Regions from separate parts of the Sus scrofa genome. Here region 1 is linked to region 2. A link is a contact called in public Hi-C data. All regions are on one chromosome and are shown on one strand. Each heading gives the region's core, a stretch centred on a gene start, on an enhancer-like site or on the middle of the called end of the contact. The rest is flanking DNA. Distances are from core to core; before and after follow the strand shown.

Region 1 (6,526 bases), core at 1,030-3,529, 74 kb before region 2:
GGGAGAGGTACTAAAATCCCTTTTCATCATAAGGGCCCTTCACGTTTGTACCACTTGCCAGCCTCCAAATCCATCTGTGGATCTGGCTATTTAAAACCCTCCTCTAGTTGCAGGAACAGAACAGAATCAAGAAGGATGTCTTCTTAAGGAGAAACGTAAAGAGAACCTCACCTTTCCTCTCATTTAAAATGAGGCTTAACTTGATCTTTCAGGAAACCTAACTGATCACTGATAAAAAGTTAGTCATCAGCTTGGGATGGTGCAATAAGACATAAGATGGAACAACAGCAGGGCCTGATTTTCTAGCCTTGTCCATCTTCCTCAAATAGTTGCTCTGGAAGCACAGACTTTGGAGAAATCTGTGTGTGTGTGTGTGTGTGTGTGTGTGTGTGTGTGTGTGTGTGTGTGTTGGGGGGGGCAGGTAGTGATTTCTACCTAGTGCTGCCCACCACTGGCCCAGGAGGAGAGAGAAGGTAATGTGACAACAGAAACAAGAGTGATTTAAATGCTATGCTGCTGCTTTGAGGATGGAGAAAGGGGCCATGAGCCAAGTGATGCAAGCAATCTCTAGAACCTGGAAAAGGCAAGGCAATGGGTAGCCTAGAGCCCCCAGAAGGAGTATGGCACTAACAATGCCTTGATTTCAATGCAGTGAAACCCATTTCAGACTTCTGACCTCAGAACTGTAGGATGATAAATTTGTGTTTCTTTATGCCACTACAGCCATAGTAATTTGTTACAGCAGCTGTAAGAAACTAAGACACGTGATTCAAGATTTTCCTACCTGGCACACATCCCTCTGCTCTGTGCCCACCTCCACAGCTGCAGCTATCTGTGCTTAGCTTCCCACTGGTATTTACCCACCACAGTCCTGGCTTAACCACCTCTGACCTACCACCCACATGCAGCATCCAGCTAGTCCCCTTCCTCCTGTTTTAGTGCTGCCGGATCTGATCCTAGCATTTAGGTCTCAGGATTGATACAGGATCTTCTCTTATGAACTGAGCCTCCATTTCTTGGGAATGTACTGTGCGATCTCTTACTTCTCATAACTACCCACCAAATGGAACATACTATATTCCCCCCTGCCCCAGAATGCAATAAGGAAGCTAAAGTTAGAGAGGCATTAACTTGTCCAAATTTACACAGCTGCTAAGTGGTAGAGCCAGGATTATAATCCAGATATGTCAAACTGCTAAGGTATGTTCTCAAAGACTCTTCAGCACAACCACACTCATGAGAGGCCCCAGGAGCTGTGGCTCAGAGCCTCATCTCTTAACCACAGTGGCTCAGACTTAACTCTAGACATCCCCAAACCTACACTTTTTGGATGACAGTTGAAATGGACTCAGTCTCAACTTGATTTCATTCAAGAGAGGGCAAGAATAAATTCGAGTTCTTGAGTGACGCAGCCTGTATAGCTTTAGACTCCTCAACCACGGTGACATCAAATACCCCCAACCCCTACCCCTGCGGACTTGTGTCTACTGTGTACGTGCCTCAAACACCTGACTTTTCCGCAGGGAGATGCTCCCATTACCCTCAAAGGGCTAGGGTCTGTGTTCAACACTCAGAATTGAAAGGGCTTGGCTCTCACAGTCTGCCAGCGTTCACAAGATCATTCATCTCGATATTCCTTGTTGCCCTGGATACCCATTTGGAGGCTATTCTATGAGGTGAACACAGTCTCATCATTAACAGTCTCTAAAACCCCACTGTCTGTAAATATGGGAGAGACAAAGGGAAAAACACTCAACACTTCTTTCTGGTTGGAAGGCTTTTCCTTGTGAGTGATTTTTCTTTGTGAGTGATTTTTCTTAGGAAGTGGTTCTGTTCACAAGTCACGGGGTTTTAGAGTAGGAGGGGCCCCTTAGTGACGGACTAGAGATGCTAATGTCACAGATAATGACCTAGCGAGGAAATCAGGAGCAGCTCTGATTCCTAGTTCAGAGCCTTCTTCCTCTCCCTCAAGTCATCACCTGACTCTCCAATTCTACTGGCTTCTCAGAGAATTCGAGGGCAGCTCATAAGCTACCCTGAGGCACTCATTCTGCTTGGAAGATGGTAGCTCCTTTTCCCATCCCCCTAAAATACAAGGGTGACGTCTTGTTGCCTTTCACTGAGCTGAGAGTGAGGAGTTGACCAGCTTGGCCCCAAAGTGCCCTATAGATAATGCTGCTTCTGAAGTCTGCCTCACGAGGGCCTATGTTTAGGTGCTTCCAGATAGGGAGCGTGTTCTGAAATAGAACTCAAAGTGAAGGCTGTCACAGGACCGCTGGGAGCACAATCAGATGTTATTACACACTTAGACGACGCAAGCCAAGGTCTCAGACCACACGCTCAAGGGGAGGACCTGGAATAACTATTTGGTTGTCTGTAAAGCTGTCATTATTCCAACCTTGAAATTAAAACAAGGCCACCCCAGTCTCTGGGGTCAGGGAAGCTATTTTTGCAACGTGTCTGCCTTTTGCATGTGTACCATCAAAGCCCTGGGCTCTGGTACCCAGCGTCCTCCTGGCTCATCACAGCGTTTCTCTGACTTGAGGAAAGAACTCTTGGGAGCCATGTGGTTCCACTGGTTCGTGTCTACAGGATAGCTCATGCTGCCCTCCAGTAAGCTACCTCTGTAGCCCCGTGAAAAACAAGGGTGAGGCCGTACAAAGAGACGCAGAAGAGGATGGAAGAATTTGACCATCTTCCTCCCCAGAGCATGGCCACATGGTCATACTGTCCCCTTTATTTTTTAGGCCACTAGTGACACCATTGCCATCTCCTGGAACAATGAGGACTGGCCTGCAGCCTACTGGCATCTGGGGATTAGTTGGGTCTTTATTGGTCAGTGTCTAGTACTGATATTTCAAAGTCAAATATGCTTGCTTCCCCTCAACCATGATCATCCTTGGGAACTATAAATTTAAGCACATAAAACGGACCCCCAAAGAAATGGGTTCGCCTGAAGAACCCTTGAACACTTAACTCTGTAGAAAGCTATTTCTAAAATCTGAACCTTGAGTATAAAGAATCCGCTACATTTAGTCTGGGAAATAACTCCCTCTTATAATAGGTGGTTATATTGAGAAGGCTAAGATGATTAGTGATGCACACACATAGACAGAGAAGCAGAGCTGCTGCAAGAAAATCCATTGTCATTGAAGGAATGCAAAAAAGGCATCTCTGCTGAGCAGATAAATGAGAAAAAGCCTCCCTTTCCCTTGGGAAGACGCAGGCTCAGGGATGATTTTGCAAGTGAATCAGGAGATGGATTTCAGACCCCACCTGCACCTTCCAGAACGTGGAAAGGACAGGTGTAGTAGATACCGAATGCAAACATAGTTAGAAATTGCTAGAACTTGAGTGATTGTTATGTCATCAGAGGAGAGAAAACTTCTGGAGCAACAGAAAAACCTCAAAGGAAAAATAATCATCAGTAGCATCACCTTAAAAGTGATGACTCTGTAGGGAGTTCCCGTCATGGCTCACCAGTTAAGGATCCTGACTAGGATCCATGAGGACATGGGTTTGATCCCTGACCTCGCTCAGTGGGTTAAGGATCCGGCGGTGCCGTGAGCTGTGATGTAGGTCACAGATGCGGCTCAGATCCCGTGTTGCTGTGGCTGAGGTGTAGGCCAGTGTCAGCAGCTCCAATTTGACCCTTAGCCTAGGAACTTCCATATGCCGTGGATGCAGCCCTAAAAAACAAACAAACAAACAAAAAAGATGACTATGTAAATCTTTGGTGTCATCCTTTCCACTTTCCTTTTTCAAATGCACACATATTTATAAAGAATCCCAAGATGGCAATGTCCTGTGCATACCGTTCATGGCCTTTGTGTTTTGCCTATTACGTCCTGCCCATTTTTGCATGTGAACGAAAATATATCTCCGGTGTCACATCACCTACAACAGCAATGCAGCATTATCTTGAATCGTAATGCATTTGGCCAACCCTGGGATCAGAATTTCAGGTTAACCAGTTCACTTAATTCCTGCCTTGGACACTTGAAAAACCTTCTGGTTAGAAAGAGAAGCTAAAGGAACGCCAAAGAGCAGAGTGAAGATGGAGCTGTGTGACGAACAGCACGGGGTGGGGAACGCCCTTCTTTTAGAGACTATACCCAGGGCAAGCTCGGTCCTGGCAGCTTGTTCCTGACTTGCAGTGAAGGTTGACTTCGCTGCCCACTGGTCACTCTGCCTCCACGATTAGGCACATCCCTGGCTTGCACGCCCACTAAGCCAGATGCCCTTGTCAGAATCCACTGACAAGTGACAGCTGGCTGCAACTGAGACAGCTTGTTCTGCACCCCTCTCCCTGCAAGCATCCCCCTCCACCGAGGTTTTTTTTTTTTTTTTTTTTCTTTTCCCCAAAGTAGAAAAAAGACAGATAAGAATGTCACTTCCATTTGTGCCTGGGCACCACTGAATTCCTCCCAACAAATGCATTCCTTCCATACCTGTCCATCAGCTTGAGAGGAGCAAGGTCTGGGAACAGGGGCTCGCATTTCCTGAGCAGAGGTCTTTATCTTTCCTCAGGTAGAGATGAAACCAGCTTGCGAACCAGCTGATGAAACCTGCTTCTGGCCCGGCTGCTGGAAGAGCACATCAGCTGGGGGCGCAGAGGTCACACTCCTTGGGGGCTTCATTTTGGTGAGCTTGCTTTTGAGCTCATCTCCTGACAACATGTTTGCATGGGGACCCAGAGAGAGACCCTGCAGCAGGAGACACCACACTTACCAGGGGAGACTGGTCCCAGAGGCCATGCTGGATTCCAGCTTGCCCAGGCACGTGGTTTAACCTCCCAACTTAGAAGAACATCTGCTCACCCAAGATCCTGGGCTAAGGTTTTATTTTAAGTCATTCAGCTTGGGCATCCTATTTGAGTTCTGAAGTGACAAGGGCTCTGAAGAATTAAAAAGCAACCGTATAAAAGAGAGAGGCAGGAGAGTCGGGGATGGGGACTAGAAGAGGAAGCCGGTAGGTGGGGCTCCGGGGGGAGAGAAAGAAAGATGCAAACCTCACCAGGGAACGCCAGGACGTTACTGAAGGTAAAATACAGAGTAATCTTCAGAACCTCTTCTCTTATTACCAACTAACAGCAACACCGAAAGAGTTAACATAAGAAACAACTGGGATTCAGAGCCAGGGGACTTCAGTGGTGACATCACGAAGAGCAGAGCCTGCGCTGGGCTGACCCTCTCACAAATGACAGCGTGGTTCACACGGAGTGCTGCCTTCCGCGAGCTCTCCCACAGCAGCTCTGCTCACGGCCACAGGCTCTGCCCTCTTGACCCCGAGGTATCAACCACCCAAGGCGCCAGGGGCAAGGGGCAAAGCTGGGGGTACGTGAACCTGCCCGGGAGTGTCTGAAGTTTCCTCTAATGAGGCTCTGATGAGTCAGTGTCTTTGGGTGACAGCAGACAGCCTTGGCCGGAGGGTGGCCACAGACGGGGACTGCCTCAAGCCTTGCCCCTGGCTGCCCAGATTTTTCTCCTCCACTTAACCAGGCGACCCTGTGATCCATTAGTCACCCTTTACTGAGGTCCACCGGGAGGCATCAGGACTGCATGACCCACATAATCACAATGAAAAGTCTGCTCTGACTTCACTGATTCAAGTGATTCAGACAAAACTTTCCCCAGACAACCGACCATGGCTTCTTCATCAGGGCTGGTCGGAGAGTTCCTCTCACTGACCTCAGTCACAGGCTGCTAAGAGGCACACGTCTATCCTCCAAGCCTATGGAGAAGCCATTTTCAGATGGTGGCTCTCACTTCCAGTCACCATCACAAAGAAGGCAAAAGGCAAATGCAAATGCTCTGTATGAAGTTAAGATGACCAGAAAAAAAAAAAAAAAATCTTGGGGAGTTGCCGTCGTGGTTCAGCAGTTAACGAACCTGACTAGTATCCATGAAGACACAGGTTCGATCCCTGGCCTTGCTCAGTGGGTTAAGGATCCCGAGTTCCCATGAGCTGTGGTGCAGGTCACAGATGCAGCTCGGATCTGGCGTTGCTATGGCTGTGGAGTAGGCCAGTGGCTACAGCTCCGATTGGACCCCTAGCCTGGGAACCTCCATATGCCGTGGATGTGGCTCTAAAAAGCAAAACCAAATCAAACAAACAAACAAAAAAAAGAGGTTAAGATGACCCATGAGAAGGATCTGAAGGGTAGAGTCATAAAATCAGGGACTTTGCTTTCCAATGCAAAGAACATTAAAACCAGGCACAGTCCTTAAAATCAGCGGAAAATCCCGACCCCAGCCTGCACTTTCCACTGCTAGCAGAAAGGCAAGTGCATTTTAATTTTTAAAAGGAGGTAAGACCCATGAGCAGCCCTGTACAGAGCAAATGGTTTAGTTTTGTCTCCAGGGCTCAAATGAAATGTCTCTCAAATTGCATAGGGTATGGCCATCTCTCTCTAGAATCAGCAGATTTCAGGTAGAAAAACAAAACCAGAAGTAGACAGTCAGCGTTAAACCATTCAGCCTCTGATCGAACCCTTTTCTCAACCAAATCTTCCTGAGCCAGAGTA
Region 2 (7,563 bases), core at 706-3,205:
GTGGGATAATTATTAGCCCAGCTTGGAGCTAAGCAAACTGACGAGAAGAAAAGGTGAGCTTCTTCTCAGCTTCGGACTCCAAAGCCCACGCTCCCCACACTGCTCCAAGCTGGCAGGATTCCCGGCGGCGGGGAGGGTGGGGGATGATTCTGCTCTTTTCCCCTTTTCATTCCAGGTTAAGCGACAAAAACTTGAGAGGGACAGGAGACTAGAAGGAAGTTTAAAAGGGCAGAGCATGTGACGGGAGCATTTAAGATCCAGCAATCCCACTCCTGGGCATCTATCCAGAGAAAACCACGACTCGAAAAGACACAAGCACTCTAATGTTCACTGCAGCACTATTTGCAATAGCCAAGACATGGAAACAACCTCAATGTCCATCGACAGAGGAGTGGATCCAGAAGATGTGGTACATATACACAATGGAAGATGACTCAGCCATTCAAAGGAACGAAATACCGGCATTTTTAGCAACATGGATGGACCTAGAAACTGTCATGCTGAGTGAAGTCTGTCAGACAATGAGACACCAACATCAAATGCTTTCACTGACATGTGGAATCTGAAAAAAGGACACAATGAACTTCTTTGCAGAACAGATACTGACTCACAGACTTTGAAAAACTTATGGTTTCCAAAGGAGACAGGTTGGGGGGTGGGGGGAATGCGCTGGGGGTGTGGAATGGAAATCCTATAAAATTGGATTGTGATGATCATTGTACAACTATAAATGTAATAAATTGAGTAATAATTTAAAAAAAAAATCCCCTCTGAGAAGAAGGAGGCTCTGGTCAGAAGCCTGTGGCTCCACCCTGCAAGGGCTCAGGATGGTCGGGGGGCAGGTGGGGAGCAGCGGTGCGTGGGTGAGACTCCTGTCTGGGAGGAAGCCAAAGAGAAGGATGGCAAGCTGGACAAGCTCAGCTCCATTTCCCTGCACCCCCCCCCAACCAAAACGCAGACCTGACACCCCGCGCTTTCTTCTTTTTCGTTCTTGTTCAACTATGGCTAAAACAAAAGCCATAACATAAAATGGACCACCTTAACCAGTCCTCTAGTTCTGTAGTATGAAGTGTATTCCCACCACTATACGAGGGATGTCCGGGGCTGTTTCACGGTGCAAAACTGAAACACTGTGTTCGTTAAACAACAGCATCCCACTCCGCCAACCCCCTCGGCCCTGGCAGCCACCACTGGCGTCTCTATGGATTTAACCAGTGCTCTTTTGCTCACTCCTCATATCTGCTCTTTGTGAGTTTCTGTTGTTACAGTGGGAAGAAAGAGGGGAGCCCAGAGGAGAGAAGGATGAGGCGGGGGAGTCTGCCTCCTTGTTTAGAGAAGTTCCCCTACGGTCCTTTCTAACACGTGGGAGCACTGGTCCCCGAAAAGGCGTGGTGCTATGACTTTGAGGCCAGCTGACCTGGGTTCAGGTCTGGCTGCACCGTGCTCTTGCTGTGGGGCCTCAGTTTCCCATCTTGCAAAATAACCCTATTCAGCGGTTGCAATAAGTCTTAATGATACAATGTATGCATAAGCATCTAACTTAGCAATAAGAGCCATAATCACTAAACCGAGTTCAGTCCTAACTGCAGATGCTACGCTTCATGCTGGAGAGGTAGGATCTCAGGCAGCACAGCTTCGAGCCTGGTGTCATCATTACCTGCGCCTAAAGGATGAGGACACCGACACCTAGAGTGGCAGAGGGCATTCTGCGAGGTTACGGCGTGAGGAAGCGGCAGAGGCAGGATCTGGACGCAGGCTGTTTGCCTCCAGACCCCTGGTTCTCAACCACCGTGTCATTCGAAACCCTTCAATCAGTGCCGGCTTCCTTTCCCTCTGTTTTCCCCTTCCTCACCTTCTTTCTGTCTCTGTTTCCTTCCAGCCAAGGCTGCCGCCTCCTCCATGCCAGCCCAGGCCACCATCCCCCCCGAGTACACGTCCCTCCCCCAGAAGGATGCTCTTGGTGTCCCTAAGGCCAGAAGCGGGTCTCTATGTGGTGGAACCAGCCTCTTCTGTCACGGCCGCACAAAGCCTGGTGAGAGTTACGCTCAGACAACCAACGCCACGGTCTAGGCAAAAAGTCCTGACATCCAGCCCACCACTGCCTGCAGCGGGCAGGGCACTGAGTGCGCTGAAAGCTCAAAACCAGAGCTGAAGCTAAAAATAAAACCAGCTTGGCTCCGAGGCTCCAGGAAGGGAAGGAATCGTTTTCAGTTCTTTGCCGGTACTTGCGGCCGGACAAAAATAAAAACAACCAAATTTAGCCAATGGTGCGCTGCCTGCTGGTTGAGAAACCCGAATGAGGATTCCAGGGGGCCTGGGCTGGGCTCTTTCCCCAGAGCCTCGGGGTCTTTCCGCCTGGGCTTGGGCGGGCTGCGTGCTGGTTCTCTGCAGCGAGAGCAGCCTGACATTACATTTCACTTCTAGCTCATCCCATTCCAGGATTTATTCATGTGTATTTAGTGAACCTGGTCGGCCTCAAAGGGCTTTCTGGAGGGGCTGAAGAAGGCGCCGAGCTGCACAAGCGGCACTTCTCACGTGGCTGCTGCAAGAGCAGCTCCTGAACAGGAAAGAGACAGAGTGAAACGTGCTATTCTCCTGACAGGGGAACAGGTAAGCGCTGGGTGGCAGACGTGGCAACAGGCCATGGTGACCTCCATCACTCATGCCATCTTCTGCTCTGTCACCCTGGGCCCAGAGATGGAAATCTGTCAGAGTTCAAGCTGGATGGAGACAAGGACGGGAAGGCACCTGTGTGAGGGCAGACCCCAGGAGGACGGCGAACAGGATATGGGCGGTTCGATGCCGAGACAAAGCCCACCCAGGGGGTCCTCGGTCCCTCCAAGATCGACCTCCTTCTCAGCTTTCCTGCATCAAGGTCAAAAAGCCACCAGCTGCTAGTTGCAAAGTCATCTCCTACTCTGAGCCTGAACTGTGACACTCTAAGGAACAGAGCCTTGTCTTTGGGGTACCACGGATGACCTCCCTGGAGGCACCTGGGTGTAAGATCTAATTAGAGATTCTTGCCGCTTTATTGAATGCACTCATTTATCTAGCCATTCAACCCATGCAACCATCAATTTATCAGTTCCTACAACCACCCTCTACCCATCTGTCTGTCCATCCATCCATCCACCCGTCCCCCTTTCTATCCAATCATTCACTTATCCATACATCTACCCATCAGTCCATCTATCCATCCATCCATCCTCCCAGTCGTTTTTCAGTATGAACATACAAAGATGAATAAGATAGAGTCCCTTTCTGCGTCTGCATGAATAATATGTAGATAAAGAAGAACGTTAGATGCTAGTGAAGAAGACATGAAAACACAAATTTGCAGCATTACCTGGTAAGCAAAGATCTTGTGGGAACGCAGAGCAGGAGCATTAAACCTACACCTGGGAAAGGAAGGCTTCCCAAACCAAGTGGCCTGGAGTTTATTTTCGAAGCATAATTGTGACTGATCAGGAGATGGGGACAAAGGGTTCGAAATGCTGAGTGCACCCTGGGCAGGGGCATGAGGACCAGGGGACTGAGAAGCATGGGGGGGGGCCCACAGGGCCACCTTGCTGGGACTCGAGAAACCCAAGCGATCAAGCTCTAGAGCCAGGCAGGGGTCAGGTCGTGTGGGCCCTTGTGGATCCTGAGAAAGGATCTGGGTGTGGCCGTTTACTGAGAGCCACAGGGAGCCACAGAAGGGGTCAAAGCAAGGGGATGTTTTGAATTTTAAAAAGGGAAACCTGTTTTGGATTTTTTAAGTTCTCCTGAGTAGCAGTAAGCCTGGCTTGGAAGAGGATGGCATCAGAAGCAAGGCAAACCCTTAAAAGAGGACTCCTGGGTGAGGAGTGTGGCTGTGGGAAGCATAAGAGTTGTACTGGAGTGGAGGAGACAGAGGGGAGGTACAGTTAACGGGGCTCTGTGACCAAAAGCACAGGAGGTTAGAGAGAGTTACGGAAGTGGAACCCCGGGGGCCCCTGCTTGGGTAACTGATCCATCGAAATGACCAATCCCTCCTGAAAGAAATAGATAAGAGAGGACCACTGTGCAGAAGGGGTGTGTGTCTCCATTCAGGCTTTCTAAACTACCGGGACCCCTCAAATATGTTTTGACAACTAGCAACGTGGCCGGGAATAGCATTAAGACCATGAGTCAGATGCTGGACTAGGCGCTTCCCAGGCACCATCTCATGAAATCCCCCTCGCAAGTGCTACGAGGCCGGTACTCTCAGTCACCCCAGAGGAAACAAGGGCCTAAGAAGGTTAAGGCACTCACCCCAAGTCAAACTGGACCCAAGTGATGGGCTTTGAACCCAGTCATTTGATGCCAAACGTGTGCTCTTAGTCACCATGGATAACAATGGCATTTAGTTTAGCTGTCGTTACAGACTGTCTCAGTGTATCCTCATGTGTAGGTCTCGCCGTCCCATTAAGTTCTGGAGGTGCTTGAGAGCGAGAAATAGACCTTTTATCTGGTGAGCCATTCTGAGCGGACACAGCCCCAGGCAGACAAGGGGGCCTTCAAGAAGGGCCTGCTGAATTTCAGGAATCCATCATAAGGTGGGGACGGCTGATGAGGGGAGCCAGAAAAATCAACAGTCTCCCTGGGCTGGCAGAAGGGAGCCATCTGGTTTGCAGGTGACCAGGACTCCCAGAGGGCCCAGTTGCTCAAGTCCATCTGCATCTTTCAGAATCTTCTTGGAGACGCAACTCTCAGACTCACCTGCCTCGCCGCTGACCTGCTGAGCAGCCAGCCGAGCAGGGGTGGGGCCAGTGCTGCCCCTCCTGGGTGCAGGAAGGATGACAGAAGCAGGCCCCAGCACCCATGCAGCCAGCGCCTCCCCTTCCTCAGGGAGCTGTGGGATGTCCAGCTGCCCAGGCGTGGCCTGAGGGAGAGAGGACGCCAAAGGGTGCTAATTTCTGAAGGTCACCAGGACTGTTGGCTTTAGCAATGTTATCAGTTGGGTCCCCTTCTCCAGGCACTTGCGTGGGCAGCCTGGAGGCCTGTCAGGTCTACTGGGACTTTCAAAAACACTAACAAGGGCCAAAGCAGCTTTCAACTCGGAGCGGAAGCTCCAAGCTTCTCCCAGCAGAGGGACAGACAGACCCAAGTCTTCCCGGCAGACCCCAAGAGAAGGGCGGAAATCAAACTCAGAGGCCTGGAATCCCAGCTCAGAGGTGGTCCCCTCATCCACGAGGACGTACAGGTGTCACGATCCATCAGGGGAAGAAGTCTGAGCAGAAGAGAGTCAAAAGAGCAGAAAACCCTGAACAAGAGTTGCTGGCAGAGTTGCTCACTGTAGCCGCTGGCAGCCCAGTATTTTCTGGGTTTCCTCATCTGCCAAACAAATCCAGTTCCCTGCTGTGCAAATTTTCATAATGCAAACTGGAGGGACCTTGATCAGTTCAGCCAGGAACCCTGTGCTGATTATTGGTCTACACCACTGTCCTGACAGGGAACGAACAGTCCCTGTGTGAGTGTGAGGAAAGCCAACTGGCCTCGAGCTTCAATACCCACAGGCCACTTTAGTTGGGTGACTGGCTCTTCTCTGCCACTGGGATTTCTTTCTTTGTTTTTTTAACCATGTATCGGGGGTGGGGGAGTGGAGTAGCAGCTCTGTTGAGATCTAATGGGGCTTCCCTTTACTAGCACTTCTGGACCAAGCCACCGTTTATTTTGATGGTTCAGAAACAAGTTGACCCGAATCTTGTCTAGCATGGAATTCGGCATTTGCTCACTGACATTTAGGATGGCTTCTGCCAGTTTTGAAAACCCGTTATTTTTAGTCTGTAACTTCAAAATGTCCTAATAGCAATTAAAAACCTTTACTTTTGACATTTCTCTAGGAGAAATAACTCCACTGTCACTGTCCGAAACTCTTGCCCTGAGCCATTTTTTCTCCTCACTGAAGTTGTTTAAGAGAAGCCTTTGTAAAAATAACTTAAAGTTTATTTTAGGAACACAATGATTATGTAATAGCAAAACATAAACCTCAGGAGAAACCTGAGAGGGCTAAATGGCTTAACATCTGCAATGGGCTTTGCCGTGTTTCTCAAAAGCTCAATAAATGGGAGCTGACACGGCTACTGGTATTATCATCATCGTCATCCCTAGATGCCGGGGTGAGGTCGGAAAGAGGGGAGATGAATTTCTCCTTCATCAATGACAGTATTGATCAGCGAGGCCATGAGCAGAAACAAATGGACTCCAAAATCTCCTTGGGTTCACACAGTGGACACAGACGCCATGCTCATGCAAAGGGCTTGCTTCATCTGCTGAGATGCCCCAGAGAACGCGTGGCCTCCGATGTCAGTGTGTCAGGAAGAAAAGGAGGGAGAAGCCGCACCAGCTCTTAACTGCCTTGACCTGGCAGTGACTCACAGCACTTCTGCTCCGTCTATTGGCCAGAACTAGTCACGTGGGCAGACTTACCTGCAAAGGAAGCTGGGAAACCTACAGGGACATTTGGCTATTTGCTGAAAACTAGCGTAATAACCAACCTGTCTTAGCATCAAAGCATCAATGACGATTGCTTTGTTCTTGTTCCTTCCTTTCTTTTTTTTCTGTCCACACAGTGCATTTACCCTGTGCTAAGTGCTGTGGGAGGGGCTTTATGCACATTATCTCATTCCATCATTAAAGCCACATTGCTATTGTCATTACTTTCTGTAAGGAAACTGAGGCACAGAGAGGGCATGGAACTTATCCAAAGTCACACAGCTGAGAGTCTCTCTGACCGTCAATGCTGTGCTATGAGTCCCTTGACCATTCTGCTTCCTTAACTCTACGGTACTTAGTGATCAGAAGGCTTCCCAACAATCCTACCAGGAGAAGCCAATGAGAAGGAGTATTCACTCATTTTGTAGCTGGAGAAAGGGAGTCAAAGCAGACTAGGGACGTGACCCTGTGCTTCCTTGGCCTTACTGTCCAAGGCCTATTTAATGATCAGTCCCTCTGGCTTCAGGAGGCTCTGAGTGTCCCAGGAAATCACTGCTCCCAGGCTAGTGCGGGAAGTGTGAGCCAGCTCTTAAGCGCATTTATCCTTATCCTCCTCAGCCCTGCAGGTCTGTCCATTCAGAAGCCTCCCCCAAGGGCACTCTCAGCCCCTGCCTGGCTTGTAAGTGACTCTGTCCCGAGACATCTGTCCAATTCTAGAGAGCTCTGTGGCTCACCCAGAATCTCATCTTGCTGGGATCCAATTCACGACTCCAGCATGCAAAGCAAACAAGCACAAAGTCCCCCAAAACAATCCCTTTTGAACTTTCCTGCACCTCACATTGGACCAATTTTCCTCCAATTACACGGGTATTAGGGATAAAGCTGAACACATCAGTGGCCTGAGCCTGCCTTGCCTCTGACCCCTGTGCCAGCTGCTGCTGTGTGCCCAAACACCCTCTTCTCCAGAAGACCCTGGGGGCAGGAGGAAAAGCAGCGAGGAGGAAAAGAAGGGCAGGAATCCTGGCTATGCAGCCGCGGGTGCTCTTGGCTCTGCAGAGAAGGAGACAAGGGCTCGGAGGGTCGTCTTGTTTCAGGGTGACCAACCCATAAGGCCTAAGTCCCTTTTTC

The links. A called contact is a pair of places that touch in the nucleus more often than the background predicts.
Region 1: a contact with region 2 is called in a Hi-C map of heart right ventricle, with 1.8 times the contacts expected there. The contact joins two enhancer-like sites. A contact is called at or near these places in 3 of 47 Hi-C or Micro-C datasets (epiblast stem cells, fetal heart ventricle and heart right ventricle).

The regions. Positions count from the first base shown.
Region 1 is chr16:54,733,869-54,740,394 of Sscrofa11.1, reverse strand. The region is part of intron 4 of SLIT3 (slit homolog 3 protein); the gene reads right to left. Among named protein-coding and RNA genes, the nearest start is that of SLIT3, 190 kb to the right of the region's middle. Within about 2 kb of position 2,279, at least 2 of the 83 cell types and tissues checked have an H3K27ac peak or open chromatin away from gene starts, as enhancers often do.
Region 2 is chr16:54,658,988-54,666,550 of Sscrofa11.1, reverse strand. The region is part of intron 3 of SLIT3 (slit homolog 3 protein); the gene reads right to left. Among named protein-coding and RNA genes, the nearest start is that of SLIT3, 110 kb to the right of the region's middle. Within about 2 kb of position 1,955, at least 4 of the 83 cell types and tissues checked have an H3K27ac peak or open chromatin away from gene starts, as enhancers often do.